Linked DNA regions of Mustela erminea: region 2 is linked to region 1. A link is a contact called in public Hi-C data. All regions are on one chromosome and are shown on one strand. The core of a region is the stretch at or near the end of the contact, and the rest is flanking DNA. Distances in the headings are between cores, read along the strand shown.

What was found. A called contact is a pair of places that touch in the nucleus more often than the background predicts.
Region 2: a contact with region 1 is called in a Hi-C map of fibroblasts, with 3 times the contacts expected there. The contact joins two enhancer-like sites. A contact is called at or near these places in 2 of 3 Hi-C or Micro-C datasets (fibroblasts and spleen).

The regions. Positions count from the first base shown.
Region 1 is chr5:81,879,721-81,886,201 of mMusErm1.Pri, forward strand. The region is part of intron 1 of STRN3 (striatin-3); the gene reads right to left. Among named protein-coding and RNA genes, the nearest start is that of AP4S1, 36 kb to the right of the region's middle. Within about 2 kb of position 4,486, the one cell type or tissue checked has open chromatin away from gene starts, as enhancers often do. A contact at or near this core is called in fibroblasts, where this site is marked.
Region 2 is chr5:81,968,735-81,975,247 of mMusErm1.Pri, forward strand. It overlaps AP4S1 (AP-4 complex subunit sigma-1), which reads left to right. Exons shown (of 6, transcript XM_032341491.1): 6 at 3,698-6,083. The coding sequence ends at 3,826. Among named protein-coding and RNA genes, the nearest start is that of STRN3, 52 kb to the left of the region's middle. Within about 2 kb of position 1,622, the one cell type or tissue checked has open chromatin away from gene starts, as enhancers often do. A contact at or near this core is called in fibroblasts, where this site is marked.

The DNA of each region.
Region 1 (6,481 bases), core at 3,236-5,735:
GTAACAACACCAGATTGGCTAAAAATTTTTAAAACTGACAATACTATCTTTAAGGAACTGTGAATCAACAGAAATTCCCATAAATGACTTATGGGACCATAACCTGGTTTAGCCTCTTTGTAAAACTCTTGTATTATACTTAAGTTGAAGATATAAATAGATTAAACCCAAAATTCCTAGATACAGACCGAAAAGAAATACCTGTGCATAAGTATGTACTATGAGACATGTAAAACATTTCCAGAATCATTTTTTATAACAGCCAAAGACTGCAAACAATCTAAATATCCATCAGTTAGAGAAGAGATAAATTGCGGCATATTAGTACAGTGAAACACTACAGAGCAAAGGAAATTAACAAACTACAGCTACACATAATATGGATGAACTAATACCATGTTGAGGGAAAAGTCAAGACACAAAAGATAACATCCCATACAATTCCATTTATGTAAAAGTCACTATCAAACATAACTAAACTAATACATTTGAGTAATGTGCACTTTATATGAGCACATGTAAAGAAAACCAAGAAAATGATTATATAAAAATGATAGCAGTTATCCTCATGATGGAAGAGGGGAGTAGTAATTTGGAAGGGCCAGGTGGTAAGGCTCCTGGGGTACTAGCAGTGCTCCATCTATCTCTTTAACTTCCCAAGCGTGATTACGTTGTTGTTCTCTTTGTAATAACTGGCTAAACTGTGCAATTATGTTTTATACACTTTCCTGCATATAAGTTATTTTTATAATTTTGAAATGTTTTATACTAATGTTAAAAATTAATCTCATCTTAACGGTTAGATTTAAGAAGTAAATTTTTATTGTGAAAATGAGGTCAATGACCTAGGTCCTTTAGTTAAGAGGAAAAAATTCTACCATAGAGTGTGTAGTACTGTCAATAAAGTAAGTACTTTTTAAAAACCATAAATTTTCGGGTTGCGGTGGCTCAGTTGGTTAAGCATCTGTCTGGCTCTTGATTTCAGCTCAGGTTGTAACTCAGCATTGTGAGACGGAGACCCAAACTGGGCTCCACATTGGGCATGGAGCCTGCTTAAGACTCTCTCTTCATTTCCCTCTCCCTCTCCCCAATTCACTAGTTGTCTTAAAAAATAAAAATAAAAAATAAAATACCACAAATTTTCATTTTTTATTTGCCCAAGTCAACTAATTTTAATGCTTTTAATTGTGTGACTTCAAGATTGTAACTGTGGGGGCACCTGGGTGGCTCAATGGGTTAAAGCCTCTGCCTTCAGCTGAGGTCATGATCCCAGGGTTCTGGGATCCAGCCCCACATCGGGCTCTCTGCTGTGGGGAGCCTGCTTCCCTTCCTCTCTCTCTGCCTGCCTCTCTGCCTATCATCTCTGTCAAATAAATAAATAAAATCTTTAAAAAAAAAGATTATAACTGTGATGATTAACTTGAAATTTGTTACTACAAACATACTGTACAGGCAGAAATGAACTTTTTAAATTTGTTTCCAGGGGCGCCTGGGTGGCTCAGTGGGTTAAGCCGCTGCCTTCGGCTCGGATCATGATCTCAGGGTCCTGGGATCAAGTCCCGCATCGGGCTCTCTGCTCAGCAGGGAGCCTGCTTCCTCTTCTCTCTCTCTGCCTGCCTCTCCGACTACTTGTGATCTCTCTCTGTCAAATAAATAAATAAAATCTTTAAAAAAAATAAAATAAAATAAAAAATAAATTTGTTTCCATATCTAATCACAGTTAACTCATAGTAACAAAGCCTACCTACTGCTGTCTTCTAATACAATTTTCCTTCCTTTAAATTAGGTAAAGGTACTCACTGGGGCCATATATTATTTATCACCTGAGTTCAACAGCTTCAACAACCAGCATGTGATTATCACATGAGAGCCTAAAAAAAATTACTTGATATTGACAACCGATCACTTTTAAACTGCAGGACCACTAGAGGTCATCAGAGCAAAACATTCAACACTGAACTAATACCAGCCTCAAGTTATTTCACAGTTACTATAGTTTCTAATGTTTCTAAAATAAGAGTATCTTGCTTAAAACAAAGAAATAAAATACTTAACAAAATCTGTTTTACTCTAAGAGTTTTCTTACTTTAAACAAAACTTAAATGCTAATACCAGAGACAGGTCAGTTTTGTTCAATGATTATAAAACATTCTTTACAACTTTTTGGAAAACTGATAATGTACTTAGAAACTATAAAACCATCAGCAAGCAAATTTTAACATCCCAAGGAATTAACAAAGTTAAATATTTTATGTATAGAAGCAAATTAAAGAAAAATCAGGTTATAGCAACTAATAATAAATTCAAGACATTTCTATTCAAAATAGGCTCTCCACAGCTCTTTCTGCCCATAGGTCCTGTCCCCGTGCTATAATAAAAACACCTTTTGGGGGAACCTGGGTGGCTCAGTCAGTTGAGCAGCTGCCTTCAGCTCAGGTCAGGATCCCAGGGTCCTGGGATCAAGTCTATGTCTGGCTCCCAGCTCAGAGGAGAGTCTGCTTCTCCCTCTGCTCCCCACCATTCCCGACTCCTGCTGGTGTTCTAATAAAATCCTTAAAAATAAACACCCTTTACCACTAAATAAAAAAATAAATGAATGAAATAGTAGGCTCTCAACAAGTATTAATACCCTCTCCCCTAATGATCAACTGAAATTATAAAAGTGGTTCTATTCCAAGCACTTAAACTTCTGGAAATTAAGCAAAGGTCAGCCAGCTGTAAATAATAGAAAATAAAAGTATAGGAACGCCTGGGTGGCTCAGTCGGTTAAGCTGCTGCTTTCGGCTCAGGTCATGATCCCAGGGTCCTGGGACTGAGTCCCGCATCAGCTCCTTGCTCAGTGGAGAGCCTACTTTTCTCTCCGATAAATAAATAAAATAAAATAAAATAAAAGTATAAAGACTCAGCTGACCCACTGACATTTTATATAAAACGAAACAAAATAATTCACTTAATACAGAGGTTTCAAAACCTAGCTAATTATTGAATCATTAAGGAGCTTAGATATTAAAGCAGACATACTTAGCCACATAATTCAGTATGGTGAGACACTCCATAGAAAGCTTTGTATACTCATCTAGTGATACAAAAGTAGTTACAAGATGGACCCTAATGGCATACTACGCTTTCAAGAATAAACGAAAAGCCTACACGGAATACCTTAGAAAGTTTTTCACAAAAATAACTTTCTAGGGGAGCCTGGGTGGCTCAGTCAGTTCAGCTCACATCATGATCCCAGGGATCCTGGTTTCAAGGTCCTGTATCTAGCTCTCTGCTCAGTGGGGAGCCTGCTTCTCCCTCTCCCTCTGCTGCATACCCCTATGCTCTCTCAAATACATACATTTAAAAAAAAAATTTTTTTTTAATTTAGCTCTGTGGGTTAGGCCCACTTTCAATTTAAAAAAATTTTTTTTAAAGTTTAGCTCTGTGGGTTAAGCCCCTGTCTTTGGCTCAGGTCTTGGGGTCCTGGGATTGAGCCCCACATCAGGCTCCCTCCTCAGCAGGGAGCCTGCTTACCCCTCTCTCTCTGCCTGCCTCTCTGACTACTTGTGATTTCTGTGTGTCAAATAAATAAATATGTTTTTAAAAGATTTTATTTATTCATCTGAAAGACAGAGATCACAAGTAGGCAGCGAGGCAGGCAGAGAGATAGGAAAGGAAGCAGGCTCCCAACAGAGCAGAGAGCCTGATGCGGGGCTGGATCCCAGGACCCTGAGATCATGACCCGAGCCAAAGGCAGAGGCTTTAACCCACTGGGCCACCCAGGTGCCCCTAAATAAATATTTTTAAAAATATTTTTTAAAAGCTTTCCAATATTATAGACAAACAAGAATTCCAGAGAAAAGAGAAACACTAACAATTACTACGATTTCCAAAGGCAAATAAAATCTTTGTCTTTATCTCTTCTATCAGAGCCTTAAAAAAAGTTAATAAAAATACCACTTCATCCTCTATAATCCCAATGTCATTTTTCATGGTAATGGTTTAAAGCATAAGAGATTTTTAACTATCAACTCTGTTCCAGTAAGTTCTCATTTATCCGGTATCTGAAAGCATTATGTTCTAGGTAAGCCCATTTTCCATTAACAGAGGAAGTATACCCCCCCCTTTTAAGTATAAACCTGTAAGCCATTTTAATGAACTCTCTAAAAACATGTTTACTAACATCATAACTATTTTCTAAATCTGTTATAAATTATATCCTATACAAGTTCAGAAAAAAACAAAACACAAAAGATTAACATGGCGTCAAGAGTAATGATTCAGAATCTGCAGAATGGACACACCCCTCGAGCTGCACAGAGCCACTTCTATCAAAATAGTATACTTAATACATTCCACCAACTTTTTTTTGAAAGATTTTATTTATTTATGGGGGGAGGGGAAGCAGAAGCTGGTGGAGGGGCAGAGGGAGAAGCAGATGACCCGCTAACCCTGGAGCCAAACATGGGGTTTAATCCCAGGACCCCGGCATCATGATCTGAGCCAAAGGCAGATGCTTAACCAACTGAGTCACCAATTGAGTCACCCAGGCGTCCCTCTACCAAAGGAGGTAGACTCTTTTCAAAAGAGTTTTCTGACTCTTGGTTAAGCTTGTTTGCTTTTTCCTTTTTTAAAGATTTTATTTATTTATTTGACAAAGGGAGAGAGAGATCACAAATAGGCAGAGAGGCAGACGGGGCAGGGAGGGGGAGCATGGTCCCCACTAAGCAGAGAGCCCAATGCAGGACTTGATCCCAGGACCCCAAGATCATGACCTGAGCCTAAGGCAGAGGCTTACCCACTGAGCCACCCAGGTGCCCCTTGGTCAAAATTGTTATCTATACTATTGAAGTACTGGCAACAAGTTTCTCTCTTCCCTCAACCATTTTATTTTGTACCAAGTTAGGAATCCAAGCTATATCTAAAAATAAATAAGCTTCACTACTTCTAACATATTTTATTGCTGCTTATTTTTTCTTTGAAAAGAGAATAAAATTCTTTTTGAGATAGGGCCAGGTATAAATTTTTTAAAAAGTGACTAAATGGAAAAGGCTTCTACATATAAGCGACTTTGAGCTTTTATTTGTTTTGGTTTTTTCTGCTGACAAGATTCTTCAGGAGAGCCTACTATGATTATGTTAACTAAATATTACGTTCTCAGGACTGGTATGTTTCTTGAAACCTTTTTTTTTTTATAAAACTCCCAAAAGGTATTTCAAATTTTATAGTAAAAATAAAAAGATTACAAATAATAAAAAAAATAACCTTACAAGCAAGTTTTCAAGAACAGCAACTCTAGGGCACCTAGGTGGCTCAGTTGGTTAACCATCCGCCTTCTGCTTGCATCATGATCCCAGGGTCCTGGTATCAAGCCCCACATTGGGTTCCCTAGCGCAGAGTCTGCTTCTCCCTCTCCCTCTAACCTGCCTCTCCCCATTTGTGTGCTGTCAAATAAAATCTTAAAAAAAAAAAAAAAGAAAGAAAAAAAAAACAGCAGCTGAGGGGAATTTATTACTCCTTCTCGTAAATCTCAAAGCACTTTTTTGGTCCTCAAGGCAATTACTAACTTGATAAGCTACTTAAAATCATTGTAAATTGTGAGATACTAATGTGGAAAAAAAAAAAAAAAAGGCATGCTTAGCCATGAGTTTCACTAGCAGAGGTCTACATTCCTTTACCAAAACCCTTCAGGCCAAATGTATTCTGGAATTTATCACTGAAGTATAAATACCACATATGACCTAACACCTCATCCAAACTAACTGTGGCAGTAACAAAATCAAACAAATACAACAAAGTATAAGACTTTGCAGTAAGTGGGATAAAGACTATAAATAGCTTTGTTACCAATTCAGGTAAGGTTCCTGTCATAAATTAGTTAATAAAAACCTTTTGACTATCACAATTTGGGGACTTGAGAATTGTAAATGAAAAGGACGAATAAGGGGCGCCTGGGTGGCTCAGTGGGTTGAGCCGCTGCCTTCGGCTCAGGTCATGATCTCAGGGTCCTGGGATCGAGTCCCACGTCGGGCTCTCTGCTCAGCGGGGAGCCTGCTTCCTCCTCTCTCTCTCTGCCTGCCTCTCTGCCTACCTGTGATCTCTCTGTCAAATAAATAAATAAAATCTTTAAAGAAAAAAGAATGTTTAAAAAAAAAAAAAGAAAAGGACGAATAATAACCATGACAAGTATTTGTCAAGTATGCTATGGCCAAACCATTTTAAGTATTTAAGTGTATGAGCTCATTTACTCCTCACAATGATCCTGACTTGGTATTATTTTCCCCACTTCACAGAAGAGATAAATGGGGTGTAAAAGGGTTAAGAAATTTGGCCAACATCCTAGTAATAGCAGTGGAGACTCTAAAATTTGATTCTATGCAGTCTCACTCTAGAACAGCTTCTGATCACCAAACTACACACTATAAAGCTGCTCAACAGAGTGGGGAGAAAAAATCAAGTAAAGAGATAATGTTGGTTTTGACAATCTCATGATACTACC
Region 2 (6,513 bases), core at 372-2,871, 86 kb after region 1:
TCGGTATTTCCTTGAACTATGTCCTGTAGGTGCCATATGCATCCGCCCCTACCCCTTCCTACCAGGTCCCTCTGCCTTACCCTGCTCCTTTCGCTCCATGCTTCCAGGTTCTGTTTTTTTTTTACTCAGGAATGGTGACAGCCAAGTCAGGAGGAGCAGCAGAGTTTAGGAGAAACAACAGAGAAAGTGACAGGCTCACTTGACCCAATGCTTTCAAAATTATTTCACTTCATTATATTTTATAATGCTTTCATAAATATAGATTTAGTTCACATAAAAACTTAAATTACACCTGACTGTCTTATTGCTCTCAGAATATGAATGGACCTTTAAGGAAAAACCCATTAAAAAAAAAAAAAGATTAACTCCTTTTCAGTGACCTCATTAAGAAGAGACAATACCAAGCCTAAAAGTGGACAGCAGACTATCTTACAAGGAGAGTATACCAAGGACCGTACACAATCTTCTAGGATAGTCTTCTATATAGGAGTATTCAATTTTCTGTGGGAAATGTGAACACAAAGTAGATAAACACAGTTTATCTAACTTCATGGCAAATTATATTAATTAAAGTATAAATACAAGAGCAAGTTTTTCCCCACCCCACGTAGTTTATCAAGAAGTTTGCTTAGGTAGGATCTTAAAAAAAGAAAAAAATCAAAAAAGAAGACCAGGGACCTGAGAACAAAATCTTGAGTTAGAGATTTTAGTTTCTAGGCTGGGCTCTGCCTGCCAGTTGCTTTTCAGATCCCATTCGAATGTATGCTGCTCAGTTTTCTCTTATTAAAGGATAAATAGACCACCACAATGGTATTAAAATACCATATTGAAAAAGTAACATGATCCAGAGACCAAAATGCCAATATAGGAACCAGAAACATTTCAAGCTCTTTAATTAAAAGATTGGTTTCAAGTGGCACTAATATTTAATTATATTAATTTATATTATTATATATATTTATATTATATTTATATTAATAATATTTAGTTAAAAGATTGGTTTCAAGTGGCACTAATATTACTGGGGTCCTAAGATGTTCAGCTTCAATCCACATTATGTAGCAATTCAGAAAGGCTTTTGGGTTTCGGGATTGAGAGAAAATGGGGTTTTCTGATTCTGCTTTTTGGGAGGCTGTCTGTAGTTCATATCAATTCCAACTTTAGGGTGGCCGAGTTGCCTTAAGGATCTTTAAGTCAGTCAAGTTCAGTATAACCCAGAGGTTATTGAAATGGTCATTCTCAGCTTACCATATTAACAGACCAATAGCCTGGACCTTTCTTGCTTCATTCTATTCCAGATGTCAGGGTTGAAGCATGTTTGCCTATTTACTGCCATGGGGCTTTGCCTGGGCATCTTTTTGGTCCCTGACATGTAACCCAAATGCCATTACTATTGTAGAAGTTGTTTATAAACCAAATCAGGATGTAAACAACAGCTGGATTCTTACTTTAAAGGAGTCACATGATTCCAGGGAGGGAAATCAGCTTTCAGGAGTTTGCCTCACAATGGATTTGGTCTGTGGTTTCCCATTATAATGCAGGAAAGCTACATGGTTATTAAGGGTTGGGTTTGAATCAGCTACTCAGGCAGTCACATGCCCACAGTCAAGAATGACCTCACTCAACAACGTTTCTAGGATGTTAGGAAATTCAGACTTGCTGAAAGACCTTGTCCTTACAGTGTGAGGATGTCAGTGGTTGATATGATTCAGCAGCACATTCTCATCTGAATTTCAAAACAGTTGGTCTCTTGCTCAAGGGGACACCCAAATTTTAGATCATGGACTTGCCACAGTCTTCAGAGTAGCTTAATCCCTGAACCAGTTCAAATAGATTAAAATTAGATCTCCTCCTCTCTCCAAGAAAATCATCTTAGATGAGTTGGCATTTTCAACACACCAAGGCTTTCATTGCCCTTAGTGAATAAGACAGGGGATTCGCCTTAGTGATTATGATTCTGCAGGCCGGGGGGATTCTGCAGGATTATGATTCTGCAGGGGGATTCTGCAGGCCAGTTTCACATAGCCACATATGCTCCCCAGCTCCTCTTCTTTGTACCAAGCTGAAATTTGCACTTTGTTTGGCTTCTGAGTTCTGGCTTCTGGGTCTGATTGAACCTAATATTCCAGTCCCATCTGGTCATGGACAAAGCAATCATCTATATAATTGGAAGACATTATTAATAGGTATATCAGAGTAAAGTTTTTTTTTTTTTTTTTTTCCTTTTCTGGGTCATTTAAGGACAGTTCCCATGGGCCCCTGAAAAAGTTTATCCTGCTAGAGGACTATTTGCACAGAGCTTAATGAGATATTAATGCAGAGCCTAATAGAAAACTAAAAGTCATTCACAGGGTTGTCTCATTTTCTACACCTCATTTTTCACTAAACAAACCCAATACGGACTTGAACGTCTGAAATTATTGAAAAAAAAAAAAGGTGGTAATGATTCACTTTACAAAGATTCACTAATTATGAACTTCCCTAGTGCATTTAAGTCACTCATTTGTTGAAGTTTGTGTATTTGAAACAATCTGTTTCAATCAGCTGTTGTTTTTAAACAGACCAGGATCATGTTCTTTAAATAGAAATGGAAATAAGTTATTAAAGGGTAGAATTCAGAATTACTCAATATTGTTATCATCTCATTCTAGTTCCCTTTCTCCTTTCACAAAAGAAAAGTTCTTTGAAGGGGCTCCTGGGGCGGGGGGAGGGAGGAAGAATTTGGCTCTTTACAGTTAGCTAGACCTCATAGGCTAACATTTTCATCTTCCTCCATGCCCTATACTGACTTTCCACTAGGAACATCAGTACCCTGATATGGCTTTGTAATTCTCAAACGAGTATTTTTAGAACTGTCCATTCATACAAGATAACTCTCTTGAATTTCAGAATTTTTATCTACTTGGGAATTAGTCAGCATTGCCTTGCTTTCTTCATTCATATCTACTCTTGATGATTTTTTTCTTTAGTCTGAGAGAAAAGACAGTTTAAGACGTGAGGTTTTGTGAAGTCATTTGGTTTGGGGTGGATGTTTGAGGGTTAAGGGAGGAGTATACTCAGTAGCTCCAGGCCCCTCCTGAGAAGTCTGGAAGTAGAACCATTGAGCCAAAGCTGTGGGCTTAAATTCTAGCTCTGGCAATTATCAGCCATGGGACTTTGGACAATGGCTTTGAGCCTATGTGCTCCCGTGTAAAATTAGGACAATATGTAACATTTATAACGTAGGGTTGTAGAGAAGACTGAAAAATTATGTAAAACACTCAACACAATGCCTGGAACATCGAGGCTATTACTGTTGATGTTATTAGTGTCTTGGACGACAGCATTGTTCTTGTCAGGTCATGCCATTGCCAATGTTACTTGCTTTGTTCTCTAGTTCTTAGAGTCACTCTCCCTCTGGCTAAAAGGTATAGTAGCTATTCTATTTCTGTACCTATTGGCCAGTTAGCTTAACCAAGGTGAAACTAGGTGTGTTTGTGTATGTGAAGGTAATAATTTCCAACATGGACACCAATCTTAAATCTGATTTCAGAAGTTCTGTCTAAAAAAAAAAAAAAAAAAAACCACACACACACCAAATACACTTCATGCTTAGACAAATTTATATGGGAAAAATGAAAGGCTAAGTCAGAAGTTATTACTGTTACACGTTAACATTTTTTGTTAACTCAAACTAATTTCCTTAATATGAACTTAGATAATGTTTAATTTGGATAAAGTGCACATCATTTTGGATGAGATGGTGTTAAATGGCTGCATTGTGGAAACAAATCGAGCAAGAATTCTTGCCCCTCTACTCATTCTTGATAAAATGTCAGAAAGCTGAATGATAGAAGGCTCTGCCAGACAACATCAACCTGTAAAAATGGGAATACCTCTCAACATCTGTAGCCCAAAAAATGTGGAAGACTGCACACTGCAAAAGGGGGTGTCCTTTCAAAGACATTTTAAATAGGTGTTTTCCATAGTTCCTAAATGGAAAACAAAGCTGTATTTTAAAATATGGTCTACAAAGAAAAATTTTCTCTGAACTAAGAGACGAGTTTTATTTTCTAAACATAAGCATTTTTTTCCCACCTGTTCAAATTTTTTTGAGTTCTGAGGGTAACGTTTTTGTTCTCTGCTTCCCTATGCACATTTAATTCAGGATTAGCAGCATGGGAAGAACATGTGACAACTATCAGCCAATAAAATTTTAAACACATAGTACTTTGAATGTTTTCTAAATGCTCTTTTTCCTTAAAATGTTTTTAAGTCAAAACTTTACAAAATTGTGTAACTAATAAAAATTGAGAATTAAATTTTATTTGCCAGTTTCTAAAAAGCCTGATAACCGTATTATTTGCACTTGGCAATTATAATGTCATCATGTTATTAATTCACTTATAATGTTACTACCAAAAATGAATGGTTACACATTAAAATGGTTACAACCATCCTTTAGGCCATATTGTAAATGGTTTGTCTTATTAGTAAACTTATCTGTAAGTGAAATTTGCTTTAGTTCAAAGTCTAAAAATAGAATGTAAGAGAGTGTCTCTTTTGAGGTTGGCATGATATGAACCCTTCTCCCCTGCCTCCCTAACTCATTCCTTCTCTTGGAATGTCCTGAAGCAAAGAAAACTAAGTCACTATAGAAAAGCAATGGTCTGACCTTTCCAAATGTTCCTAGATGGGTTTGCTACTTGAGTCAACAGTAAAGCATACAGAATTGTCTTTGGTAAAAGCATGTTTTATGTGCATATTGGGAAGGAAGGCAGATTTAATGGAGGAAATAGAACTACAGTCTTGGTACATTAAGATATTGCACCATCCTATGGAATTCTAAGAGTTTTCATCTACAACACTCTATCCTCCAAAAGAAGACATAAATGGACATTCCAGGTATTGATGATTCTTTCGGTACTGTTTGCTTTTGTTTCTTTCTTTTATATGTGGGGGGTGAGGGAAGGATTTCTTTTAAATCTTTATTTCTAAAAATCTATTTACATATTTAAAGTTTGCATCTATAAAGAGCCAGGCAACCAGTCAATAATGGATTCTAAAAGCAAACCTAAGTTGTTTTGAACTCATTCAGAAAGGCTGAAGTCAGGCTTCTGACCGCCAGAACAGCAAATGCTACACGTGTATAGACCTCCCTTTGCCTTAAGTAGCCACGGTGTGGGGAAAGCCTAGTCTAGATCAAAGTGCTCTGGAGGTCTTTCTAAGACATAGTTGGGCAACACTGTCCTAGTTGGTAGGCACTGAATCAGCAGCACAGTCAGGTAACTGCTGAAACTGGTACACCAGAAGTAACTAGGGAGTGAACAAAATTAATTTTTAGGTCACACCAAAATAGCACTTGGATAACATCTTGGCACAGATTTTCGTACCTTTAGAGAATAACAATTTAAAAAAATACTAGGTAGATACCAAAGGAAAGAAAGCTGAAGAACCTAATATATGTGGAGACCCTGGCAGATGTTACCTAACACTTGACACATGCAAAGTGAACTGTAATAGGACTATCTGTTCTTCTAGGCTGTGTCATCATTTCCCTTCAAGTTTACTGCTGAAATGTGATGAATAGCTTTAAGTGATTTTCACACTCAAGAAATTTATGCCTCAGATTGGTCAGCTTTATCTTGAAGACTCCTGACATTTCATTTACTGAATGTATAAGACTCATCAATTTTACCTGCTACGGCGATGTGCTAGACCAGGATTCAGCAAACCTCTTCTGTAAAGGGCCAGACAGTAAATACTTTAGGCTTCATGGGCCATAAGGTCACTGCTGTAAACACTCAGTTCTGCCACTGTAGTGTAAAAACAGCCACAGATAAATACGTAAAGGAATGAGCATGGCTGTGTTCTAACAAAACTTTATTTATTTATGGACACTGAAGTTTGAATTTCATAAAATTTCCACATCATAAAATATTCTTCTTCTTTGGCTTTTTTTAAACCACTTAAAAATGTTAAAACCATACTTAGCACTTGGGCAATACAAAGCAAGCAGCAGGCCATCGTTTGCTGAGCCCTGTGCTAGATTAGTCTTGATAAAAGATGGGTTATTGACAGACATTTTACAGATTTAGATAAATGGCAATACTAAGCACATAAATTGGATTTTAACTCTAACACTAGTATGATGTTTTAGTCATGCATCCATGACTTCATTAAGACAATCACCACCACTATTTTTTAGATTAAAGCATAGGTCATACATTTAAATATTGCTATTATGTTTTATTTTAACTTTTATTCTCACAGAGAACTGTGAAACTAACAACAAGATGAATTATTTAAACGCTGCCACTGATAACATAGTACAACATTCTCATGCAGAGAATAAAAACAGTACTCAAACGACTGACTGTAGTGGGAGATATCTCTTCTAATGTAGAAAGGGAATGTACCTTTTAAACAGGTAAATAATGGGCAATTCCAAAAAATGCTTTTCACTCCTAAAAAAGCCATTTGGCTAAATAAGGCCTAGTGACATTTCTTTCACCTAAGGGAACAGATGCGATA